Regions from separate parts of the Pan troglodytes genome. Here region 2 is linked to region 1. The links are chromatin contacts, called in public Hi-C maps. All regions are on one chromosome and are shown on one strand. The core of a region is the stretch at or near the end of the contact, and the rest is flanking DNA. Distances in the headings are between cores, read along the strand shown.

The links. A called contact is a pair of places that touch in the nucleus more often than the background predicts.
Region 2: a contact with region 1 is called in a Hi-C map of induced pluripotent stem cells, with 2.6 times the contacts expected there. The contact joins two enhancer-like sites. A contact is called at or near these places in 2 of 7 Hi-C or Micro-C datasets (induced pluripotent stem cells and stem cell-derived neural progenitor cells).

Annotation. Positions count from the first base shown.
Region 1 is chr22:45,803,851-45,811,525 of NHGRI_mPanTro3-v2.0_pri, forward strand. All of the region lies in intron 2 of ADARB1 (adenosine deaminase RNA specific B1), which reads left to right. Among named protein-coding and RNA genes, the nearest start is that of ADARB1, 85 kb to the left of the region's middle. Within about 2 kb of position 4,326, at least 4 of the 24 cell types and tissues checked have an H3K27ac peak or open chromatin away from gene starts, as enhancers often do. A contact at or near this core is called in induced pluripotent stem cells, where this site is marked.
Region 2 is chr22:46,084,750-46,092,424 of NHGRI_mPanTro3-v2.0_pri, forward strand. All of the region lies in intron 2 of COL18A1 (collagen type XVIII alpha 1 chain), which reads left to right. Among named protein-coding and RNA genes, the nearest start is that of COL18A1, 27 kb to the left of the region's middle. Within about 2 kb of position 4,807, at least 3 of the 24 cell types and tissues checked have an H3K27ac peak or open chromatin away from gene starts, as enhancers often do. A contact at or near this core is called in induced pluripotent stem cells, where this site is marked.

The DNA.
Region 1 (7,675 bases), core at 3,076-5,575:
GGATATTCTCCAGTATCTGGTGAGAAAGGAAGACACCATTCTCTAGCAGTGTCTGCCAGGAGAGGGGCCCAAGTAAGGAAAGTTGAACCCCCAGTGGACAGCAGCGTTATGGATAGAAGGCCCAGATCTCCTAGAACCTGTTTTAATGGCTATGTGTGTACCTTTCACTGTATCTGTGCTGATGGGCCTCACAGCACAAGAAAGACTCTGCTGCCTGGGCAGGAGCTCCTCTCAGCTACAGGGTGCATTTCAAGCACAGGTGCATACACTCTAGGTTAACAGTTGAAATTCTAAAGTAAGCATGTAGAAGTAGATTTGCGAAATTGCACTTGAAATACCATGGAAATTGGATCCAAAGCAGATTGAACAGTGCCAATTCTTAGTGCAGTTATAAGTGTTAATATTGAAAATAAAGTTTACATCGTTGTCTTTTTTTTCCCTTTGATTCCAGAAAATTAACTACAATTTTCAAGTAAGCAGGAACTTACTTAGGTTGTGTTAAGTAGAGCAAAGTGGACAGTCTTTCAAATGCATTGCTGCTGCGTTTGCACTGTGAAGGACAGAGCACCTTCACGAAGGCAGGGCCCTGTGAAGGTTTGTGCTCTCGCGCACCGGCTCTGACCTGTGATTTTGTTGCTGGATGTCTCCTTCAGCAGTTCATGTGGCTTTCTAAAGCTTGCCGTTGCTTAGGCATGCCGGACTGAGGCGGGAAACAAGCGTGTGGATCAGTGTGGCTCTGTAGGTGTGAACATGTATGGACATATGTGCATAGGGTGGGGGTAACGAGGGAGAGGGACAAGAAGGGCCAGGGCTTGTGACCACATCAGAAGCAAGGGTGATGCTCTGTGGCACAGCTGGGTGATCCTCTGTGGCACAGCTGGCCCTCGAAGTCACTCAGGGACCTAGGTTTCTTCCATCATTAAGCTCTGTTCTCTAACAGAAGTCACCCTGGCAGTTGCTTCTAGTCCAGCAATAGAAAGGTGAGAAAGAATACAGAGAAGCACGCAGGAAGCTGTGTGAGTTGGCCCAGATGCAGTGGCACACACCACAAATTGCACAGCACCCCCACGGGAGGCGAGCCTGTGTCCTTGCCCATCACCTCTTTCCAACTGGTGTCCAGACCTCGGGGTGATCCCTGATTGCTGTTTCGTTGGTCTGGCCGTGGCTCTTCGTGGGCCAGCAGCCTGGGAGCCACACAGGGACAGGGTAACTGCGATAAAATACAATTATGCAGGAGAGGAGGTGGAAGGGTCCAGCCTGGCCCTGTCTGGCCAGCTTCCTGCACCCTGCACAGCAGGGAGCATCCTCATTCTCCAGACCCTGATTCTTCTCAGGTTGGGGCGGGAGGGGGGAACTCCCTTGTCCATTGATTGTTCTCTCAGCCACTGGCTTCATCCTTTGGGGGTTCTTTCTGATCATTGCCTCCAGAGTCCCATCTGAAGAGGGTGTCAGTGTAGAACACAGTGAGGCAGAATGTGGAAGCAAACGGGACCATCTGGAAGTTTTGCTCTAGGCCTTATAAAACACATAATTTGTTAGGTGTAAAATATATAGTATGTGTAGTAGTGATAATAGTATGGAATAAATGCCTTAGATTTGCAAAATTGGGTCAGAGAGTTTAGGGATCTTTGGTCCTGTACCAGTGACATCATTTTGTGGCTCTTGGGGATTTGGGGAGGGACTTCCCCGAGGCCACTGTGCAGCAGCCTCATGCCCAGGGCTCACAGGTCCCATATGTGTTTCCTCCACCAAAGCACCCTGAGCTGTCCTACCTTCCTCACATCCCCACACCCCGCGGGTGTCCCTCTGCTTAGCAGCTATTTATTCTGCCTGTATTTGGGCCAACTGCACAGGCTGTCTGAGACCTGACAGTATGCTAGAATGTACAGGGCATACAATATTTTGTGTAATATCATGGAAAAGTGTGCCATTCTTTCGTTGATGGTGGTTGCAGATAAGACTGCAGAGACAGCTTGTGGTGGGTTGGAGTGTGACTCAGTCTCCCGTGGGTCTGCTCCCCTTCCAGACTGCATGTGGAATTCTGTATAGAGTAAGGCATATTCGTGTATGTGGGAGGGAGGCTTAGAATAAAATTTATTTTTTTTCTTATGGAAGCAGTACATGTTCATTGTAAGAATTAGGAAACATAGATACAAAATAAACTTTACAAAAAAGCAAAGGTGATCATCTGCATTAGTCTGTTTTCACACTGCTAATAAAGACTGAATAATTTATAAAGTAAGAGGTTTAATTGACTCACCGTTCCACATGACTGCAGAGGCCTCTCAATCATGACGGAAGATGCAGGAGGAACAAAGGGACGTCTTATATGGCAGCCAGCAAAGAGAGAAATGAGAACCAAGCGAAAAGGGAAACTCCTTTTAAAAAGTCAGATCTCATGAGACTTCTTCACTACCACGAGAACAGTATGGGGGAAACTGCACCTGTGATTCAATTATCTCCCACTGGGTCCCTCCCACACTCGTGGGAATTATGGGAGCTACAATTCAAGACGAGATTTGGGTGGGGACACAGCCAAACTATATCATCATCCTTGAAGCTAAATCTTTGAATGGGAGCAAAACCATAATAATTTTCTTCCAATTCGTAGTACTAGAATTAGATTTAGAAGTGTTTAAGGCTTTATATTTTTGTCTTACTATGACCAGGAGCTCAGTAATGCCTCACTTCTGCCTTGGAGGATGATGTGAGCATACAAGAGGGATGGCGGCATCCCTCTAGCTTCATTCCTGGTGTCCAATGGGAGGCGAATAGGCCCCTTTGCACCTCTTAACCACCATAGTCCTCTCCCATTGCCAGCCTCTTCTGACTTTTGGGATTGTTTTACCCTCTGGACAGCAGTGTGAACAAGGTATGTCAGGCCAAGGGGGCTGCTCCCCATGGGAGGCCTGGCCGTGTTGGCTTCCAAGAGGCCAGATGGGTGCTGCTCACCATAGAAAGTGACCCTTTTCCCTGTTCCTGAGCCAACCTGTCACTTCCATGCGCTGTGTGTCACTTTGAAAACTATCTTTGCTTTCTGCAAAATGAAACTTTCAAAAGTCAACGTATTAAAGCCTGTTTGCATTTATTCTTTTATGAATTTTGCTCACATTTTTTAATTGGGTGTTTGTCTAAAGACAATTATCGATCATAGTAGGCTGCTGGAAGGTTGACCACAGAAACCTGGTTCTCTTTCAGGGAGGTCACCATGTCTGCCTCCATTCAGGCCCATCGGGTAGGGGCTGCCTTCTGTCAAGGCACATGCTCCAGGTCCCTTAGATGGAAGGAAAACACATGGTCTTTATCCAGTGGACTCAGGGTGCAGGTAACTGAAGGAATTAACCTCCATCATTTTCACAGATCCTCGTAGAGCTGGACCGAAGGAGGTGGGAGATCCCTGCCGGGAGCCGCTGCAGTGGGAGGGCTTACAGACGTTCGCATAGTCTCTTTCTGTTTGGTTGTTTTAACTCCCATTAAAAGGAGTGGCTTTCAGCCTTCTTGCTTACTGTCTTGTGACGTATGTGTGTTCACATGTTCCATGCACATTTGTAACGCTCACCATGCTCTCTGATTCAGCTTTGTTCCCTTAGCGTTGCCCCAGCACTGCTTTGCCATGATGATTGTGTTTTTAAAATACTTCCAGTTGCTTGCTTCTGTTTAGTTATCTCAGTGCTAAATATTGTTAATTAATTAAATATAAGCAGCATGTTCTAGATTTTATGTGTCTGGAATTCTTACTAAAAATCTTCCTGGATATGACTTGCAGTCATAACGTTATGGATTTTTATTGTAAACAAGGTAGAATTTTATTTGCCTTCTAATCATTTCATTATGGTGAGTGTCCTCCTTACAGAGCGTATACTGAATTTGGGTTTTACTCCTTTTTTGTTCATTTCCACAAGTTGAACTCTGTGTTATTATCCTATTTTCTGTTAGGGTCATTGTGTTGTTAAGTAATCGACTTATATAGAAGGTGTGCACCTAGAAGGTTAACAGAAAACAAGTTAAAACATGACTGAAAATATATTTCTGTAAGAATTACTGTAATTCTTCTGAGAGTATAAATAGCCAGGGTTTTAAAGATCTGCTTTATAGGATTTATACTGCAAATAACTTGGCAGGATTAATTGGCCTGCATTTGCTTGCTGTAGTCAGTACCATCTAGTGTTTTAGTCAATATCAGTTTTTGTAGTGTGGATGAGGCTGGTGATGGCAGCTGCAGCCTGTCTGGAGTTGCTGCTGCCATGGTGTCAGCTGCAGCGGGGGAGGCTAGGGCTCTGTGCTCTGCAGAGTTGGTGGGAGCCGGGAACAGGTGGAAACCCCACCCCCTTCCAAGTTGGAGAGGCAGGAGCCCCGCCATCCTGGGCACAGCTGCAGCCGTCCATTAGCAGCTGTGGACCCAGGCATCCCTGCACTCACCGGGGCCCAGGAAGCCCCCCTGCCCCGACAGACAGAAGTGCCTGCTCCCACTGCTTGGTCTCTCCCCACTCCCAGTACCTGCTCCAGTTTCAGATCAAAGTTGTGGCCGAGCTGGGGCACTGTCACAACCTGGCTGGGTGCGTGTTTGCTCAGGGCAGTGCTGACATGCCAGCACCCTGCTGCCTCGGCACCCCCAGACTTTGGGTGCTGACGAGCATGAGAGGGAGGCCAACGCGGGGCTGAGGGAAGCACAGCGCAGGCCTTGCAGCCGCCCCTCGGCAGGAACACTCTGGATGCCATGCACACTGTGGAGGGCAGGATAATGGTGGCTGGAGGCAGACAAGCTCCTGGGAAGAAAGGGGAGGGTCCCTGGTGAAACTCCACCTTCAGCTTACAGAGGGCTTAAGGCCTGGGGCCCAGGCTGTCAGTTCCACAGACCGGAGTGAGAACTTACGGTGCTTTTTCAGGGCTCACCCATGACTGCCCATGCACCAATCAGCACACACTTTGCTCTGAAGCCCATAAAAACCCCCGGACTTAGCCAGACTCGGGCAGAAGACAGGACGACCTGCTTATGGAGAATAGCTGCCCACTGTGGGTCTCTCTGAGCTGTTCTGTCACTCAGTGAAGCACCTCTTCACATTGCTCACCTTCCACTTGTCCACACACCTCATTCTTCCTGGACATGGGAGAAGAACTCAGGACCTGCTGAATGGCAGGTCTGAAAGAGCTGTAACACAAACAGGGCTGAAACACACCCATTGCTTGCCACGTTGCAGGCAATGAGGAGAGCAGGAGAGAAGGAGAGAAGAGCTGCAGCCTTTCAGGGAGCCCAGACCTAGGAGCTCCCTGAGCCAGGGCAGTGACGCCCCCTTTGGGGCCCTGCGGTTCCTGGTGTTTCCAAGCTTCTGGGCACTACCGTATTCCCTGGTTTCAGCCATGGAAGCTGTGTGTAGTATGCCTGGTTCAGCTGCAGCCTTGCAGGGAGCCAGTGTCCATGCGAGTGCCTAGGTCTGCCCGTCTCGCCTGCCTGGCTGTACACAATGGCTGGACCCCACTCCCACTCACTCACACACCCCTTGCCTCTCCACACTTGGCTCCCCCTTGGCAGGCATGGGATCCAGGCGGAAGTGTGAGCCGAGCGCAGCCTGCCAGGCTGCGTGGGCAGAATGAGCCCAGCAGGCCCAAGCAAAACTCGGGTAAAGGCGCCACCAGTGATGGAGGTTTCTGGCCAGAAAAATGATACCCTGAGGATCCTGTGACACTGGGTTCTGATTTACCAAAAAGAGCAACACCTGACCAGGGACATGGGGAAGCAGGGGCATGCAGGTCTGTCCACGAAAGCCCCACTCCTTGCTTTAGGGACAGTAGCTGATGCCCATGAGTGCTCCTTCATGCAGGTGCTGTACTGTCACTGAATCACCAGGGCTTGCTCCGCCTATAGAACCACAACCAAGAAGATGGGAGAGACTCTCAGCTCACAGCACCAGACACTTCAGACCCAGGTTGGAGAGCTCGAAGGCCTGAAACAGGCTCCAAGAAGATGTGAGTCTGAACTCACAGCACCAGACACTTCAGACCCAGATGTGAATCTTAACTCACAGCACCAGACACTTCAGACCCAGGTCGGAGAGCTCGAGGGCCTGAAACAGGCTCAGTCCCAGACTCTCACCCAGTGCTCCCTTGCCCGCTCGGCCAACTGTCGTTTTGCAGACGGCAGGCTGGTCAGAGGCTTCCCATCCAGAGTGACCCATGAGGTGTTTCTGTTCCTTAGAAGAGGACGATAATAGCTGCCTGGGAAAACAGTTGTTAATGAGGATTGTACTAAGTAGATCCCTTTCACATCAATAGTAACCAATGTAAAGCCCTTTCATTTACAAATATTTCTGATTTAAGGACTTAGAGGTCAGTTCGTATGCAGTCAAGTTTAGATGTGTTTTGGAGAAAGTGGATACAGCCCACATGGTCCCAAAAGGCAACAGGGCACAGGTAACATTCCCTGGCTGTGATTAGTTAGTTGAGGACATCACAATTGGAAGCATCCACGTTCTTCCTCACAGGAAGCACTTGGCTGAGAGCTGTGGACACTGAGGATGAGGCTTGAGTCTGTCCTAGCAGAGCTCAGGGCCTGGCGGGAAAAGCAGGGTGGTCAGGCCAGCGGGGGAGTGAGCGGGGAGGGGCAACCAGCTTTGCACAAGGAGCCAGGAATCCCCTCCCCCACCTCCACCCCGCACCAGGGGCGCTGACTCTGGGCCCTCAAGGGCCCCCACCGGGGACGCTGACTCTGGGCCCTTAAGGCCAGTGGCATCCACAGCTCCATCCACAGCAGTGAGCCTTGTGCAGTTTCACCACAATGGTAGCACACATGTGACCTCCTGGGGGCTGCTGGGGCCTATGGGAGTCAGGGGTGTGGACGGTGTGCTCCCTGGGCCTGCTCAGGGGGATGCTGAGTACCAGGCAGCAGTGAGTGGGGTGACTGAAGGGAAACTCGAGGGACATCTGGCCCTCTGTGCTCTGCCACACTTGTCCCCATGCTTGCTGCGTTTGGTTTGGGGCCATTGGCCCTGCTCTTGTAGACTCAGAGTAGCTGTCTGTCCCATGTTGCCATAGCTGAGTTCGCTCGGCACAGTCACCTTGGGCTGTGTGCTTTTTTTGCGGATCCCTTAACTGGTGAGAACTAGTGTACGTTTGAACACTTGCCATCCAGTTGACACCTTTCAGTAAAAATTGCAGATTAATAATAAATGATAGAAGTTCATGCTTTTTCCTTCTGGTGAAGACCAACAAATGGCCCTATTTTAAAGAGCAGAAAGCTGCAGAGCCACTGCCACGTCGCAGGCACCATCCAGGATGTGTAGGCGTCTCAGGGATGTTACGGCACTCAGAGGATTGGTTTATTTTTAGGAAACAACTGTAGCAGCCAAGTGAAGACTCTGGACAGGGGAGGACAGCTGTTGAATGTGTCCACAGGGCCTGAAGTAGGCCACGAAAGCCCCAAGTTTGCCCCTGCATTGGCACAAGTACTGGGGCTGCCAAGGAAAAGGTGGGGGTGGAGGAACTCAGTGTACAGCATGCCTGTGGGGGCAGGCATGGCGCCCGGGGTGGAGGGGTGGAGGAGACCGAGCCTGCCCCAGCCATGTGGGCCTCGCAGCCCGCTGGGAGAGGCAGGCCACAAACAGGGAGACAAATTGTGGATTGCACTGTGCGTGGAGGGAGAGGGAGGGGCGCGCTGGGGTGGGTTGGTGCTGTGTGAGCT
Region 2 (7,675 bases), core at 3,557-6,056, 280 kb after region 1:
GACCACGGGAGTGTCCGCCCTCTGCACATGCTGCTGATTGCCCACTTCGTCCAGCAGGTTTGGGAGCTTGTGGCTGCATCCTCCTGTAGACCCTTGCCCGTTCTGGGGCCTCCTCTCTGTCTTTTCTCCTCTAAGTGTTGAGGGGTCTGGGAGGGAGGCCTTGGAGGGTGCCCATGCTGCTGGGACTGATGCTCCCCGCGGTGGAAGGAGCTGCCTCTTGAACAGCAGGGGGCTGAGCAGAGGGGAGGGGATGCGGGGGTGCCGTGAACACAGGTGCTCTCAGGACGCAGGGGCATCTCAGCCCTGCTGTCCCAGGGCTGCACTCCAGCAGGGCAGACTCCTGAGGTGCAGACGCCCCAGCTTCACGCTCACACTTCTGGAAGGCGATGTCTGTGCGTTTGCTTTCTGCTGCAGTTTAAAAAGCCGGGCTCTCTCCGGAGCATGTGTGGGGCCTGGTCACTGGAATATCTGGACTCAGTGTTAATGGCAGCCACGCTGGGGGCTGGGCCCAGCTTTCTGTTCTCCATGTGGGTGCCGTATCCACCTCCATCGCAGCCCTTTCTCTCTCGACCTTTTAAATCACAGTGTCACCTCCCCCTGCTGTCCTGCCGGTGGCCCGTGGAGGCTTCTCCCCACCCCTTTCTTCTGGGGCAATTCTTAAGGCTGGCATTGAATCAGGAGGCCAGATGTGGCCGCTAGTAACTCACCAGGAGTCCCTGAGGCTTCTGGCTCCCCTGGCCCACCAGCCTCCCATGTCTGCCTCAGGCCTCTTGACCCGCCTGGCACTGACCAGACTGTGTGCCCGGGTGCCGTGCCCATGGGCTCCGCCTCCCCCAGGCAGGCCCCCTCTTGCTCCGCGGCCACCCCTGCTCCTGACCTCACACCTCTGCGGCGTGTCTGGACACACCAGCACCACGGCGGGTGGGGAGCGGAATTCTCCAGGTGGGGTGGGCAGGCCGGCGGGTGTTGAGGTCTCTGTGCATGCTTGTGCGTACCCTGGACTTTGCCGTGAGGGGTGGCCAGTGCTCTGGGTGCCTTTGCCGGACAACTGGTCTGCCGGGCCGAGCATTCACGCTGGTCGCCGTCACTTGACTCCCATGCGCCCTGGCCCTGGGGTTGGGTCTGCAGGACTGAGAACCAGCGGAAGGGGGGCGAGGCCTCGGGAATGCGCCTGCAACGGGCGATGAGCTCAGGCCTGACTAATGAGCCCAGGTGACTCATACACCCGGGGCCTGGATGAGTCTGACTGGGTCAGGCACTTCCCTGCTTGTTCTGTCCTGGGAGATGTTGTCCCTGGCCCTGCAGAGCCGGGAGGACACGAGGCCTCCTGGGTCACAGCCAAGGCAGCCAACTCCCGCCCACTGCTCACACCGGCCAAGGCCCGTCGGCACCACCTCCTCCATGAAGCCTTCCTGACTGCCCCCATCCCTCTGTGGGCAGCTCGAGTGTGCATCTTGAGTGCCGTGCAGGGTGGGGCCCGGCGCTCCTGCGGGCAGGCGGCATCTGGGCCTGGGGGCTCTCGGAGTTTGAGGAGCGTGTGGTGAGGGTGGCCTCGGGCCTCAAAGACGCAGCGCTGTGGGAACCGGGAGACTGGCTGAGCCCGCGCTGAGGAAGGTGGGGCCAGGGACACCCTCAGCTGACCCGGCGTGCAGGGTTGACCAGCCAGGCGTGGCCAAGGATGGGGTCTCTGGGGTCAGGAGACTTCAGGAGCAGCCAGGACCGAGGCCACCAGTTTCCACCCTGGCATTTTCCATCTTTTGAAGGACTGGAAACGATTGGATTCTTTAACTTTTTTAAGTTGAGGTGAAATTCACAACGCATAAAATTAACCATCTTAAAGCGAACAATTCAGTGACATTTAGTACAGCCAGAAGGCTGTGCAGCCATCACCACTGCCCAACTCTAGAACATTCACACGCCGGAGAGAGGGAGCCCTGGGCCGTCACGCAGCCACCGCCCGGCCCCGAGAACCTGCGAGTCCACTTTCCACCTCTGGATCGGCGGTTCTGGACGTTCATGCAGGTGGCTCCCGCAGTGCGAGGCCTTTTGTGTCGGGCTCCTCTCACAAGCCTCACGTTTCCAGGTACGTCGTGGTGGTGTGCGGACTCACAATTCATCCCTTTTCATGGGTGTGTAATAGTCCACCATAGATTCTCTACCTTTTAAAGCATGTTTTATGTGCCTGAAATGTCTCTGCACTCGAGACTATAGCTTTCTTTCTTTCTTTTCTTTTCTTTTTTTTAATTTGAGATGGAGTCTTGCTCTGTTTTCAGGCTGGAGTGCAGTGGTGCGATCTCGGCTCACTATAACCTCTGCCTCCCAGGTTCAACTGATTCTTTTGCCTCAGCCTCCCGAGTAGCTGGGACTATAGGCGTGCCACCCCACCCGGCCAATTTTTTTGTATTTTTAGTAGAGATGGGTTTCATCATGTTGGCCAGGATGGTCTCGATCTTCCGACCTTGTGATCTGCCCGCCTTGGCCTCCCAAATTGTTGGGATTACAGGCGTGAGCCACTGCGCCCAGCCGAGACTACAGCTTTCTTTAACCACATCCCTGGAGGGATCTGAGAGTCTCTTTCCCTGTCTCCTTTCCTTTGGAAAACATTTCAGCCAGGCCTCCCCAAGATGAAAGGCCAGAGTCCCAGGCATGGGCGTTGCAGGTGCACAGTTGCCACGGGGAGCTGTGGGTGACGGTCACTGTCAGCGATGGCTGCTGCAGATCCCTGTGAGGAAGGGGCAGTGCCCACAGCAGGAGGAGAGGGAGTCAGCGGACGTTGATTGGCAGTGCCCGCCCATTCCATCATTCAGTCACCCACTGTGCACCCAGCACCCAGGCTCGGCTGCATAGAACATGGCCCAGGAAGGCTCCACTTCCTGTCTCCTCTTCTCCCCTCTCCAGTCTCATGATGGGGCTGGAGGCATCTTCTAGTTTTGAGTTCTGAGCTAATGAACATGCTCATGAGCAGGCGGCGGGATCCCAGGACGGTGGAGCTGGGAGCCTGACTGCGGGTGACGGACAGGCTCTGGCAGCCCCTGTCAGCATCCTCTCCAGGGCATGTGAAGGCCACTGTGTGTCCTCAGCTGCCAGTGCCCCCTCCCCACCTCCTCTGGGCCCATGTGCGTGAGACCTGGGCTCCCCCAACCAAGCCTGCCCACCTTGGTCCAGCAGAACGGCTCCTGTCTCTACAGCGGTGCCAGGCCAGGAGTGCTGTGTCTGTGAAGCGGGGTCATGGTTTTGGGGCCCCCATCTCCCTAGTGCCCTCTCGTCCTCTCCTGCATGTGCTGTGTCCGTGAAATGGGGTCATGGTTTGGGGGCCCCCTATCTTTCTAGCACCCTCTCGCCCTCTCCTGCATGTGAAGTGGGGTCATGGTTTGGGGGCCCCCATCTCCCTAGCGCCCTCTCGTTGGGGACCCCCCTGTCTCCCTAGCGCCCTCTCATCCTCTCCTGCATGTGCTGTGTCCGTGAAGTGGGGTCATGGTTTGGGGGCCCCCCATCTTTCTAGCACCCTCTCGCCCTCTCCTGCATGTGAAGTGGGGTCATGGTTTGGGGGCCCCCCATCTTTCTAGCACCCTCTCGCCCTCTCCTGCGTGTGAAGTGGGGTCATGGTTTGGGGGCCCCCCATCTTTCTAGCACCCTCTCGCCCTCTCCTGCATGTGAAGTGGGGTCATGGTTTGGGGGCCCCCTGTCTCCCTGGCACCCTCTCGTTGGGGACCCCCCCGTCTCCCTAGCACCCTCTCGCCCTCTCCTGCATGTGCTGTGTCCATGAAGTGGGGTCATGGTTTGGGGGCCCCCTATCTTTCTAGCACCCTCTCGCCCTCTCCTGCGTGTGAAGTGGGGTCATGGTTTGGGGGCCCCCTGTCTTTCTAGCACCCTCTCGCCCTCTCCTGTATGTGAAGTGGGGTCATGGTTTGGGGGCCCCCATCTTTCTAGCACCCTCTCGCCCTCTCCTGCGTGTGAAGTGGGGTCATGGTTTGGGGGCCCCCATCTTTCTAGCACCCTCTCGCCTTCTCCTGAGCGTGTGGAACTCTGTGGTGGTCAGAGCTAAGGTTCTGAATAGGTCGAAGCACCTCCCCGGCGCCTCTCACCCTGAATGCTCTGGGAGGACACAGCCTTTTCATAGGCTACGATTGACATGGCAGGAGGGCCCTGCCTGCCACCCGGGTCCTCTGCTGCTTGCTGGGGAGGGGGCTCGAGACTGGGATCCTGGGCTTCTGCTCCAGCTGTGCCCAAGGGAGCTGCTGAGGAGGGACCGGGTGGGGCATCCACCCTGGGCAGGTTCAGGGTCATTGTTGGTGACCCCGGGTCCGGTTACAAAGGCTGATGGAGAGCGTGGGTGGCTACCTAAGTCTCTGGAAGCCCAAGAATGTGGAGATGGCAGGTCTCGGCCTGGGGTCTCGTGGCTGGTCTGGGAGAACTTGCCTTTATTTCTAGGCAGGAGGCTGCACTGCAAGGGAGTGTCCGTGGCCCGGCTGGCTTTCCCCGGCCCTCAGCCCGCGCTCGTCCACCAAAGCAAGCTCCTTTGTGGGGCTGCCCTGGGAAGCCGGGATCACGAGGCTCTGCCGGCCGTGGTCACCCCATGAGGCAGGGTCAGCTCGGGAGCAAGGCGGATCAGACGGAACAGAACACGTAGACTGCCTCGCCCGCCCTTAGTCAGCTGGGCCATTGAAAATCAAGTCCGTAGAAAGACCTAGAAATAAGTCCCAGGGTGCCCTTGCCTGTTGACGGGTGGGCCGAGCAGGACTGTTCTCAGGCAGGCGCTGGTCTCTTGGCTTCCAGGTGGTTTGTTTGCGAGGCTGGGGGTGACGCTCCTGTGCGGGAGGAGGTTGCATTCCATTCATAGCGGCTTATCTGAGCTGTCAGGCAGGCCTGGGAGGGAGCCCGCCTCTGTGCTCTCCAAGGGTGGGCGACGGACAGACAGGGTGTCCCACCCCTTCTGGGCCAAGGACAGAGGGTCAGTGTTTGCAGAGACCTGGGGAGGCCCAGGTGACCTCCACCGAGCACCTGCTGTGTGCAGGGCCAGTGCTGGCTGCAGAGACAGCGGAGCGTGTGTGGACCCCCCGGCCCAGGGGAGGTGGGCAGACAGGACCCCCAGCCCAGGGGAGGTAGGCAGGCAGGACCCCCCGGCCCAGGGGAGGTGGGCAGACAGGACCCCCAGCCCAGGGGAGGTGGGCAGACAGGACCAGGCGGCCCTGGGGGTCAGGGGTGGAGGCCAGGCCTAGACGGCCCACAGGAGGGTGGACTCATTCTGACCGATTCCTGGAAGCCCCCGGAAAGTGGTGATGTTCTGGAGGGCCCAGCAGACCCCAAGGCCCCCAAGACAATCCCAGCTGGCTCTCTGCGGCTCTCAGTGTCTGCCATTTGAGACAATTTGGGCACGGGCAGGGCAGGCTGTCGCGGACGGTCTAAGCCGCGCGCATTGGTGGGGGCAGCAGAGCCCCTGCTCTCAGCTCCTCGGGGTACAGCGGGGGTACCAGGTGGGTGAGTGGGCGGGTGGTCACTGCTCTTGCCAAGGGCAGCCCTGGTTTGGTTTGCACTTGCTGCCCTGGTGACGGCTGCTCTCATTCCTGCCCCATTGCTAACAAGGGTGTCATAAGCTGCTTTCCCGGCCCACATCCTATTAAGCCCATGGAGACCCTCCCACAGCTGAGCCTGCTGTGGGCTGCAGGCCCTGGGCGGTGCCCACCTCAGTCCCCACTGGCCTCCTTCCAGCACTTTAGAGCAGACACAGGTTGGAGATAAGGAAAGTTCCAGAGCACAGACTGGAACAAGCCCCAGGCCTCTCCCTGCCCCAGCAGGGCCTCCCTGGATTTGGGGGACAGGTGCCCTCATGGGGGGTCCTGAAGGTCAGGGCTGGGGCTGGGGCTGGGCTGGCGGAGGTGGCCTTGGCGGAGGCCACATTCCAGGGTCTCAGTGAGAGTCTGTGGCAGGCAGCCTTGCAGACGCCGCTGAGGGACCCCCCACTTCATGTTGTGGGTGATGTGGTCCATCGATTGCCTCCAGGTTTAAATCAGGCAGATATTTACCTAGTGGCCTCCTCTCCCTCTGCACAGGGCCTGGAGCGGGATGGACTGGGGTGCTCAGCTGGAGGCTCTGCAGACACAGCCCCCTGGGCTATGCAGGCCCTGCTGGGAGCCACATTGCCACTTTTCATCACCCACTTTTTGGGCGAGAACCCCCTCGAGTCTTAACATCTGCCGCATCTCAGAGCCTGTGGCTCCAGTCAGAGCGTCTGGACCACACTGCTATGGTCAGAGCGCGGCAGGACAATGGCCAGTTTCTGTGTGATTGCTGGCGGGAATCTTGAGCCATTCCGTGGGTCCGTGGGTCCGTGGGCTGGGATCTGGAAGCTTCCTTGAAATGTCTCTGGGCACGTGGCTCTGTGGGTCAGGGTGGCACATGGCCCCGTAGCAGGCTGTCCTACAGCAAAAGCCTGCTCTGTGAGCCAGCCCTGTGCAGGCCTCCCTCGGTACAGCCGCGAGGGGCCTCACCCTCCACCCACAGAAATCAAGGCTGCAGAAGACAGATGCCTGCGCCAACCCCTCCGGCAGAGTTATGCCAAATGTCCCACTAAATTCACCCCTCTAGGGAGAGGTGCCTCCTGCATCCACTTTTCCTAGAATAAGTATGAGAAACCCCAAATAGGTTCTAGAAAAAACAGCAGTGTACACAGACGTTAATCCTCTTCGAAACTTGACTGAGTCGTTTAGCCAAAGAAAACAGCAACAATGGCTTCATTTCGAGAGGGTCACGGACACCCTTTCATGTTTGATTCCTTCTGACCTTGTGAGTTTATAGAAGGACAAGGAGAGAGGGACGCGCTGGGTTTGTTCAGATGTGGACAGAAAGTTTGGATGATAGGACAGAACATTTAGTTCAATCTTTCCACTTACGGCTCTTAAAAGCCCTTTATTTTTTATAGGTAACAGGCTTTAAACAAACTTTAAAATTTGAGGTTGCTAGTACCCACTGTGTGTGGATTGGACCAGCTCCATGAGAGTGGAGCCCGGGAGCCTCTCTGGTTGTCTTTGTGTGCGTCTGTGCCTGTGCCTGGTAGTAGTTCTGTCTGGAAGGTGGGCAGGGCCACAGAGCACCAAGAAAATACCAGGGCCTTTGCAGGTCTCGGGTGGATTCAGGTTGATCCAACAGACGCCAGCCCAGGGCCTGCAAGGAGGCTCCTTTCGCGTGGCTGCCGTGGCCCCTGTGAGCTGGGTTTGTCCTATGAGAAGAGCTCCTGCAAGAACACCTTTTGAAGTCATCCCTTGGGGAGATGAGCTGGATGGCATTTGGAGCCCCCAGCAGCTCACATTCCTGAGCTCTTGGTCCCATGTGGGATTCGATAATTTTCTTTACACTGACAGGCAGCATCTCTTTGGCCAGCCGTGTGACTGTTGGGTCATGTGTCTTCTCTGTGCCTCAGTTTTTCTCCCCTGCAAATGGGTTCACTGAAAGCACTGGCCAGGGGAGGGGCTGTGGCATGGCATGACAGGCTGAGGGGCACTGAGCAGGTGCCAGGAGCCAGGTGGTGTCAGGTGAGCCCCCCAGGAACCCCAGTCTTTGTGCACGGTGGGAAAGAGACCATCAGGGGCGGAGGGGAATGAACACCCACCCTTTGGGGGCTCAGGTGCCAAACAGATGTGTGAGCAGGTGCATGAGCCAGGTGTGTGAGCAGGTGCAT